2 separate regions of the Cyprinus carpio genome follow, and region 1 is linked to region 2. Evidence: chromatin contacts called from public Hi-C data. All regions are on one chromosome and are shown on one strand. Each heading gives the region's core, a stretch centred on a gene start, on an enhancer-like site or on the middle of the called end of the contact. The rest is flanking DNA. Distances are from core to core; before and after follow the strand shown.

Region 1 (5,254 bases), core at 1,639-4,138, 38 kb before region 2:
CAAAGGACATCAAAGAATACCACACTTGTAGAATACTTGTAATACTTGTAGAATACTACAATGTTTTTTAACATACATCATATTATATTATATTATATTATATATTATATTATATTATATTATATTATATTATATTATATTATATTTTATTATAATACAAAAAGGTACTATCATAGTATCTTATCATAGTATGTTAAAAAAATTTATTTTTGTAAAATTATCAATTATAATTAAAAAAATAATTATATATATATATATATATATATATATATATATAATAGTATAGATAGATAGATAGATAGATAGATAGATACACAGAGAGAGAGAACAGTACTACTTTATAATAGCATTTTTACTATATATATATATATATATATATATATAATATATATATATAAAATATATATATATATATATTTGTAAAATTATATATACATTTATTATTATTATTTAATTACATATTTATCTAATAAAATAATACAATATGTATAATATAAAAGGTACTATCATAGAAATAAAATAAAATAAAATAACATAAAATTATTAAACAAATATATATTTACAAAACAATTATTCTACATTCTCATTAAACAATAAATTATCCACAAAACAAAATATAAAATAACACAATTTAATAAAAAAGGTACTCCCATAGTATGACCATCTGATACTGTCACTGTACCTATTAACTACCACAGTACTTTTTTATATTACACTAATATATACCATAATACTGTATTGATTGCCATATACCATATAAATTTACAAATAATGTTGTTTATGTTGTTTACATAGTAGCTACTCAAATCTAATTCTATCAGTACCATGCTACTATAAATGTTAAAAAATGGTGCTATAACTAAGTAGCAACCATATTCAAGACGCTGCAGGACGTGCAGAAACATCTATAATAGTTTATGATTGACAGTACTTTCTGTAGTGATTATTAACTGTATGGAAGTTTACATTACCACGGGCCATATGTCAGAAATGTTGTAAATACTGCCACCTAGTGGACAAAATGTGTCACGTGTCCCTTCTGATTACGTCATTCACCATTATTATAAAATATATACATACTATTTTTATGTATACATTTACTTTGTTGAAATAAGTATTCAAATTACATGTTTTATTTAAATAGTTGCTTTTTATTGTAATTACATAGTTTCTTCACAAGCTAAAATCAAAGTCAAATATGAAAAATGTATTTGATTATATTTATATAACACTGTCCATAATTATAGAGTTTAAATGACTTTATTCAAACTGAACACAATGTCTATACTTCTATGCCACAAAATAAGATTAGATACAGTAGTAGAACAAAATGCTTGGGTTTTTATAAACATGATAGTTGGAATGTTTTTGTTGTTTTAATAAATATTGGAAATAATCACACTGCTTTGGCAGTAAACAACATAAAATGTAATTACTTTAACCTCAGCTGGAGTTCAAGTTAGTTGAGAGAAATGTCCACTAGATGGCAGAGAAACCTAGGAGAAGAATGAGGCCCTCAAAATGAGGCTCACAGCAACTGCACAAGGGCCACATGTCTAGTCCTCCAATGATCTTAATATTTATCAGCTGTGCATAATTTTACAGATATATGCATTCCTCACACCTTTTTTGGTCCCTTCTTCTAATCTGACAGATCAGACAAAAATCAGGCCCGGTGATTCAGAGGTTTCCCTCTCGCATACTCAACCTCAGAGCCAAAAATGAATCGCACCGAGCTCTGAAATATGAGGTGTGATCTAGATCCCCTGAAGCTCCACATTTACTGTGGAGCGCTGTCTGATCACGTACAGTCATTTCAGACCCATCTGAAACAGAACAATAGACAACAGCCAGACTTTTTTATGAATGCCAGTTTCGTTTCTCCCACTTCCGCCTCTCCACGGCCACCGGTGACAGCTTTTACTGGAAACCAAAGTTGCCTAACTAAAAGTAGACGTGGAGGCCGTGTAAAATGACAGGGTACAAATGTGACCTTAAAAATACATGACGACTTCTTAGAGTGCTTACTTTCGGTTCAATATCGAGTCCTTCTTTCACTTCAGATATGTAAATTACCATGAACACAAGTAAAACCGGACTGTAATTTGTCATTTAAAACACCTGCATGCAGTGCCATGTCACAGTGAAACTATAAGATGGTACAGTATATGGTACCCCAAAAAAACAACAGTACAGTGGTCTAAAAACTAGAATAATATACCATTAGTAGGCTATTTTTGTGTGATTTTAGCTGGGAGACCGTTTTAAACCAGCTAAGGCTGGTTTAAGATGTTGTGAGGACACTGGAAATCACCTCTGTGTTCACAGATTGGTGTATATAGGGCTACTGAACCACATGAATTGGGCAAAGAGAGGAAGTTCCATAAGACGGTTAAACATGACACGAATAAGAGGGGAAAACGCCTTTAAAAGTGAGGGAGTAGCGCTTTCTCACACTAAAAGGGTCAAAAGTTGATTTCAAGCTTGCTGTCAAATGTTTCGGGGCGCGTTCCGAATGCGTTACGCGTCAGTTTGAACGTTGCGTCGCGTTTGTTTAGCGTCATCGACGCCGTGTGAATAAATAGAAGGAATGCATACCAAAAATACTGATTTGTATTTCCAATTCGGCTTCATTTGAGTTAAAACAGGTTACTTCGTTTTTGGCGTGTTTATTATAAAACCTGAAAAAGAAACACGTATATTCATGAAGGCAACAAAAGACATGCGTCTTTTAAAAGTCAGCTGCAAACTTATACCAGAAACCGGCTGTGTGCACCCTAGCTAGTTATCTAGGAAGCCAGCGCGCACGGGTTGACACACAGCCAACACGCGCGCGCTTTTCTACCCAGATACAAACGCTTAGACGACGTCGCTTTGACAGCCGCGGGCCACGCCCCCTCGCTGTGACGTAGGAGCTACAAAGTACGTGACTCGACACAGTAACTAACCACAGACCGGGCCTCGCGTAACGGGTCAAACGCCTCGCAGCAGAATTAGAAATAGTTATTATACAGGGAATCAGTGACAGGTGAAATTCTGAGACGTTTGCATTATTCTAGTCTCGTAATTTCCACGCGAAAACAGCATGTATGCACGCTTGCCATATGGAGCCATGCATAGCTATTCCAATTAAGTGTCTTTTCTAAAGAGGAACAGGAAGTCAGAAACACTATCTCATGCTTGCACCGCAGGCTTCCTCTTATCTTCATCGAGCGCCCAATTGAGAATAAAATGACCCGAATAACTCGGTGCATCTTATGTAAGAAAGCCTGCAACATTTCTTTGTAAATGACACAATATATAATGCATACTAAGTATGCATCGATTTAAAAAAAAAATTATAATACGGAGCGTGTTGATCTGACAGTGCTTTAGAGGATCTACAAGCCTTGGTGATGGGAGGAACGCACTAGTGCACGCTCAAATTCTGACTCATTTTTATACTAGAGTAGAGCAGTGCATCTAACCGTAAAAGTAGAAAGATTCATCTAAAATGCAAAATAAGAACAAAAACATACTTATGATGAGATTTTTTTTACCCCCTGTGAATACTCAGTACTTAAGTCAGTGCATTAGTGAGTTTAATGTGCACTTACCCCCAAAACTGCTTGAGAATGGAGCTGCAGTGGTGCGCGCAAGTTACCAAGTGACTTTGGAGAGACTTTGCGCAGATGCGCACTCAAGTTCCACTGCGAATGTTCAAGATGTCCCCTCTTCCTCTTCTTTTTCCTTTGAAATAGTGGTTTCACTCGTGTTTCTTCACTTGAGTCATTCATGTAGAGTCACAGGTCCACACACAGACTTTCTCTTAAGCGCTCTTGGTGACGCCCACTTCACCAAACACAGTTTGCCGCAACGATTCAAACTCTCTCTGTAGGTTGTGAATGAATAGAGTCCCAGTTAACGCCTTGACAACGGTGACTTCAGTTTCCTGGGTAAAACAATCTGTTTAAAAACTCCATGATGCACTGGGCACAATGAGCTCATTGTGATGTGTGCCAGAAATAATAATAATAAAAATAAAAAATAAATCATATGGGTGAGGTTTGGTGAACTGGAATAAAACTTTTAGACTTTTCAAAATGAAAGGAAATGCACACACTGCATCGGTTAAGTCAACTACAGGTGGGTGGTTGACATGACATGATAATATATTCCATCTAAAACTATTATAAGATGATTGTTTTATATGAATTTTTATGCCTTGTCTTCATTTCATGATAAACTGCAAATAAGTGATTAAAAATACACAAAAACCAAATAGTTACCAGGTGCGGCATCTAAAAACATTCACTTTACCTTAAGTTTTAACCTAAAATCTAAGAAAAAAAAGTCCAAATCCAAGTTCCAACAACTGAACCAGACCCAGTTTTTTCACTGCGGCATTGTAAAGCGTGGGAAAAATTTGGGCGTGTATGGGAATTCAAAACACGATGCTGTCTGAAAACCTGTTCCTGCATGTTTTAAATGCTTGTCGAATTCAAAGTCTCAATGAGGAATTAAAACCATCCGATTTGACGTCATCTGTAACATAAAACTACATGCATATGCTCTCAGTACATAAAAGAAGACTTTCCCACATTGTACATTTGAATGTATTGTGACGTCACAGCAGAACAAAGGGAAGTCCTAAAGCTCTCCTTCATTCTGACATGACTAATCATGCCAAATATAGACTTGGGGCTCCAGACCAGGGGGATATCCGATCACGTTTAAACACAGACAGTGTGCTTCACTGTGTCAGTGAGGGCTTGCCAAAAATCTCCATGCATACACAGACACAAATATGTTGAACTGTTTTCAAAGCACAAAAAAACATTCTCAAAGCCCTTCTGCCACAAGGTTTCACAACATGATTTTTCACATTCCAAACGTCCCACATCTGGTCTCAAAGTTTGCCTTCCTTCCTGAAATGCACATGAACAGAGTGACAGTCAAAAACTGGGACACAGTATAAAAACCTTTTAAGATTCACGTTAACCTTTCATTCAGACTGAATCTTCCGAACCTTACAAATAATCTTCAAATGTCTGTTGTTCTCCAGATTCGGCACGGCACTCATGATTGAAGGTTCGGTAATAACAGGCGTCACTGTTCAGGAATGTCCAGACACGTGAGCAGCGGTTATTTCAGGGCAGATTTCCTTCATCTAAACTTTATACGTGGCCTCCCAATGCTTGCACAGCCTTCTGGGACAATGTTTGACTCTAACTGAGCTCATTTAAGTAATTCCAGAGGGAACTGAGCAGAAATG
Region 2 (5,263 bases), core at 209-2,708:
AAAAAAGTGATATTTTCCATTGTATAAATCTCTATGGTCACATCTATCCAATAATCTAAAGTTGTTCTCTCTTGTTTTAACCATTTATGTGTGATTGCTTTCTTACTGGCTGCTAAAAGCACACCCATCAGGTATTTATCATCTAAAACACTTTTGGAACCTTTACATTTAAAATTATTTTTTGTGCTTAGGTTCCTTGGATGTTAAAGGTTCTACATGGAACCATAGATGCCAATAAAGAACATTTTGTTTTAAAACTGAGTATGCTCACTTGTTCTCTTTCTCCTCTATGTACTCATGGTCACTGACTTCAGGCAGGTGGGGCACATTGACCCGGATGGGTCTGGAGCTCTGGAGCAGACGGCGGACCTCCTGCACCCTCAGATCCTGACTCCAGATCAGGCCTGTCACCTCTGGGTGCAGGTCTGTCATACCATCCTCCTCCTCGTCGGCTTCGCTGGTGACTGGTGGCTCAAGCATAACATTCAGACCCACAGTCTAAAGAAAACACAAACACACGAGATGAACAATGAAAATACATTGTCCTTGAGTGTAGACAATTCAGTTCTTTTATAATTACCTTATAATGCAGCATTCACTTCATCACTTCAGAATTACAGTAATTACACTAGAAAATACTGGTCTTAAATACCATATTCAAGTCTTCAGCTCTATTCAGACAGTAGTTGTTTTAACTGGGGATGGGAGTTATTTTCAACAAAGCCATCCAGGAGAGAATAATTCAACATTGTTTTCAGAAAGACAAAAATAGCTTTATACATTTGTTTTTTTTAGCCCTGCTAAGTGCCCTAGGTTTCTATTTGACACTTTGTATGATAATGAACACGCAAGTGTAAACATATCAGAAATATAAGTAAACTTTTTAATTAAAGCATGATCAAAATTAAAGCAACAGTTAAAATAGGCAACCTTTTGAAAATGTTTTTGTCTTATATGACTTATTCTTTTACCATTGTCTTACTATGATTAATTTACAATTTATCTAGTAAAAGCAGTGCTGCTATTGTTAACTAAAACTATGTTGAGCTTTATTAAAAATATTTTTCCATAACTGAAAGACCTTAAATCATTTGAAGCTGAGGTAACCTAAAACTTTGATGCTTGAGTACTTTATTACAAAAACTGAAAAATAAAGCTACATGAAAATGTTTTTAAAAAGCACTTAAACTAATGAAAATTACAAAAGCACAAATTAATCTAAAATTAGAATGAAAACTCAAAATATAAAAATAAGCTAATACTCATTAATACTAATATATTAACACTTTTCATAATAATAAACCAATAATAACAAAATTCAAATGGCAAAGCAAGATCTAGTTTCTTTACATCTGATTCACTTTCTCACCGATTTACGATTGGCCAGGGTCACTTTGTGAGCTTGTCTGGTCAGGTCCTGTCGTCCAATCAGAGCGCAGACCTCCTCAGACCAATCAGAGCAGGGTTGCTCTCTGCACTGGTAGATGGCGTCTCTGATTGGCAGAGCCACACCAAAAGGAACAGACTCCAGATCCTTCAGTGTAAATCCTGCAGTGTTAAAAAAAAAACAAGCATGTAAGATAGTGTGTAGTCACATATCCCATGACAGGATATAAGATCTTACATATCTAATCTAATGTAAACTAAAGTAAACCAACAGAGGCTGCAGGATCTGATCTAAACTACTGTCACGGCATAGCAACATAATCATGCAAAGTAAAATTCAAGTAGAACGGTTTACATGCTTATATCTAGCTTATCCGAAAGAACGAAAGACATCTGAAGGAAAATGTTACCATCAGAGAAACAACAATGCATCTTAAATATGGGAATGTGCTGGCCAATACGAGTGTAAATCGGATGGTTCGTCACGATACGATATCAATCCTCATTTGTGATACGATTTCGATACAATTCAATACGGGAGAATATCAATTGATATAGCGATACTATTATATTATACATCTTTTTTAAACTACCATCTACATTTTTATTAACTCACAAATGCAACCAAAATATATAACATGAACATTTATCTTACATTTTCACATCCTGTTCCACAATTGGAACTTGCAACAAAAAAAAATAGGCCTACAGTTTTTTTTTTTTTTTTTTTTTAATAATAAAGAAAAATAAATAATTGAAAAAAAAGGCAGATCAGAAATCTTAAGATATGACATCAGTCAAGACAGTCTTTCAGGCTTCTGTGCTAAAATATGCAATGTGTAAAATAATTAGGAAACAACTCAAACGAGGTACTCTAGTTGTAGGAAAAAATACATTAATGTAGAAAAATTAATTAAAAAAAATACAAAAATAAAACTTTATTTGAGACTTTATTTTGGCTGCTACTATGGGCTCAGTGCCTTTTCAACAGATAACCAAATTACAAGCAATAGCAGAAAATAAATACAATATAACAAAGACACAAATTAAATAAACAGTATATAGTACTAATACACATGCGTTTTCTTTCTCAACTGTTTACGTTAAGATTAATAGTTTAAAAATAGGGTACACCCCTATTGGCCAAGCACTCATATTTGCATGTGTGTACTTGTGTTGATTGTGTCACTCTGACCTGCAGAGGTCAACCACAGCACCAGCTTCTCAGCCAGGCATCCAGACGAAGCTGCGGGCTTCACGCTGCTCTGCCTGAGAAACACACCCCACAATCAAACACACTGGAGAAACTAAATCAGCTGACTAGAATTTATGAGCCGAGACTTATCTAGAAAAACAAACATAAGGCCACATGACAATAAACATAAACCATAGGTACCTTCTCAGAAAAGGATCACTCGTGTTTTTCTTTTGCCCTGTGAAAAACAGACCAAAAAAAAAAAAAAGTTAAAAACAATAAGGATACACTCACCTATTCATTTTTCCCTGTTTTTTGCTTGAGTATGAAAAAATAAAATATACACTACCATTGAATAGATTAGGGCCAGTAAAATTTTATTTTTTAAAGAAATTAATACTTTTATTCAGCAAGGATGCATTAAATTGATCAAAAGTGACAAAGACGTTCATAATAGTACAAAAGATTTCCATTTCAAATAAATGCTGTTCTTATGAACAAAAATATAAAGCAGCACGACTGTTTCTTGATCATTAAATCAGTATATTAGAATGATTTCTGAAGGATCATGTGACACTGAAGACTGGAGTAATGAATTACATTTTACAACATATTAAAATAGAAAAAAATTACATTTTACAACATATTAAAATAGAAAATGGTTATTTTAAACTGCAATATTTTAAAACTACTGTTTTTCTGTATAAATAAATGCAGCCTTACTGAGACATTAAATCTTATCACCCCCAAACTATCAAAAATCACCATACACAAATAAATAAATAAATAAATAAATACGCTGTTCATCTGATAAGGGCTAATGAAAACTATCAGCATATAACAATTATTATAGAAACAGTCCCCAGACTCTGTCAGTCTAAAATACATTTTATATATAAATATATGTACAAATGTTTGTGAACTGACTGCATTGAATTTTATTTTTTTAAACATTTTAATAATCATCTGATTATTACAACAGATCAATATATTTGCAATTAGAGCAACACTAATGTTAGGCCTTAATCAAGAAACGCAAAAAAGTTAGAGCAACACTAATGTTAGGCCTTAATCAAGAAACGCAAAAAAACTTCTGCACACTTTAAATTGTTGTATTTAATCTTATAGGACAATTTACGCAAAATTTGTGTTTAATGCAAAAGGCCCTTTATGTGCAAAATTATTTCTCTATTCTAAAATAACCCATGCAAAACCAGCATAGTTACTCAGAAAAGGCTAAACTTAATTTACAGTTTGGTCTAGCCTCAAAATTTTAGCTACCTGTTGATGAACAATTTGGTTTTAAAATTTATGATACACAGTATCGGCCTAAAAGTTTACATTTGTGCATCCAAATTACCATGTGTAATGTAATAGATAAATGAATTAATCCTCCTATTTATTGCTTGACAGGAAGTCTAGTACCAAGCCTGAGGACAGTTAAGAGCCTCTCATTAGGCTCTAATCTCACACACATGCAGCCCACCTGCTGACAGCCTGGAGAGGTACTTCAACATGTTTGTCGAGATCGCATCCTCATCTCCGACCACGTACAGGGCATAACTCTGAGAGACAGACAGAGAGGAAGAGGACAGGGCGTAAAGAGAGTTAGTATTAGCAGTGGGACAGCACCTGTGTGGTTTTGGTTTGCTGCTGTAATGACAGTCGTGTGAGGGGAGAATGAACATGTTTCATCATGACGCGATGCAGGAGCGCAGTCATCAACCACACGCATGACTGCATGCATAACAACCGCAGATCACAGGTAATATGGCTCATACAGAACATCAATTTCAAATGCAGCTGAGAAATGTAAATTATTATGAGAAAAAAAAAGCACATAAAATCACCAAAATGCATTTCAGAAATTAAGCAGTAAGACAGTATGGAGTCACTAGCATGGTATTGACCCGAAATCTGTTCCAATATTTTTGCTGTTAACTAAAACTTTTAAAACTGATTTTTATTAAGTGAAAAATAAAGCTAAAATAAAATACTACAATGAAAAAAATGAAATGTAAATGAAATTTTTTATTTTTTCAGTGTCTAAGGGCCTATTTCACATGTTTCAGTGTCCAAACAGGTGAAAATCTTAAGTCTGATATCTTAGAAAAAGAACGCCAGACATCTCCTCAACCCGCTCTGCAAAAAAACACAACTCTATATACTGTATGAGCCACAGTAATGCTGATGCTATCCTTACCAATTACCACTAAATATAATAGGGAGAAAGAAAGGGGTTGGAAAAGAGAGAGAGAGAGAGAGAGAGAGAGAGAGAGAGAGAGGCAGTGAGAGTGTAAGTACTGAGGGATAAAATGGATGCTCTAATGTTCTGGACTCTAATCTAAGGGACGGGAACGGTGGGGTAAACAAGGCCCATAATTGCGTAACGGTTTGTCAGCACCTCTGTGGGGTTGTGCGTCACTTCGCTTTGCCTGATGGAAGGAAGTACAAAACAAACACACACACCATGACACCCGTGACCTCTCCGATCGCCCTCTCGAGTGATTCAGACCACCACTTCCACGGACTAATTAAAGTGGGGCATCGGCACCGCTCAAGTACACACACGCAGGACGTGGAGGATGCCCAGGGACGACTCGGTGCTCGCAAAATGTCATTATGATTAGCTTGCAGCACTTTGCCATCTAACTGCTTGACATTTATATAGAACATGTGTGT

Evidence for each region. A called contact is a pair of places that touch in the nucleus more often than the background predicts.
Region 1: a Hi-C map of red blood cells shows a contact between it and region 2, with 6 times the contacts expected there. The contact joins two enhancer-like sites. A contact is called at or near these places in 4 of 8 Hi-C or Micro-C datasets (liver, red blood cells and skeletal muscle).

What each region holds. Positions count from the first base shown.
Region 1 is chrB13:27,820,250-27,825,503 of ASM1834038v1, reverse strand. No RefSeq gene overlaps it. Among protein-coding and RNA genes, the nearest start is that of LOC122139480, 65 kb to the left of the region's middle. Within about 2 kb of position 2,888, at least 7 of the 8 cell types and tissues checked have an H3K27ac peak or open chromatin away from gene starts, as enhancers often do.
Region 2 is chrB13:27,780,471-27,785,733 of ASM1834038v1, reverse strand. LOC109061338 (anaphase-promoting complex subunit 1-like) reads right to left here. Exons shown (of 49, transcript XM_042737545.1): 22 at 4,068-4,146; 23 at 2,783-2,819; 24 at 2,582-2,655; 25 at 1,370-1,548; 26 at 272-498. Among protein-coding and RNA genes, the nearest start is that of LOC109061338, 29 kb to the right of the region's middle. Within about 2 kb of position 1,458, at least 2 of the 8 cell types and tissues checked have an H3K27ac peak or open chromatin away from gene starts, as enhancers often do.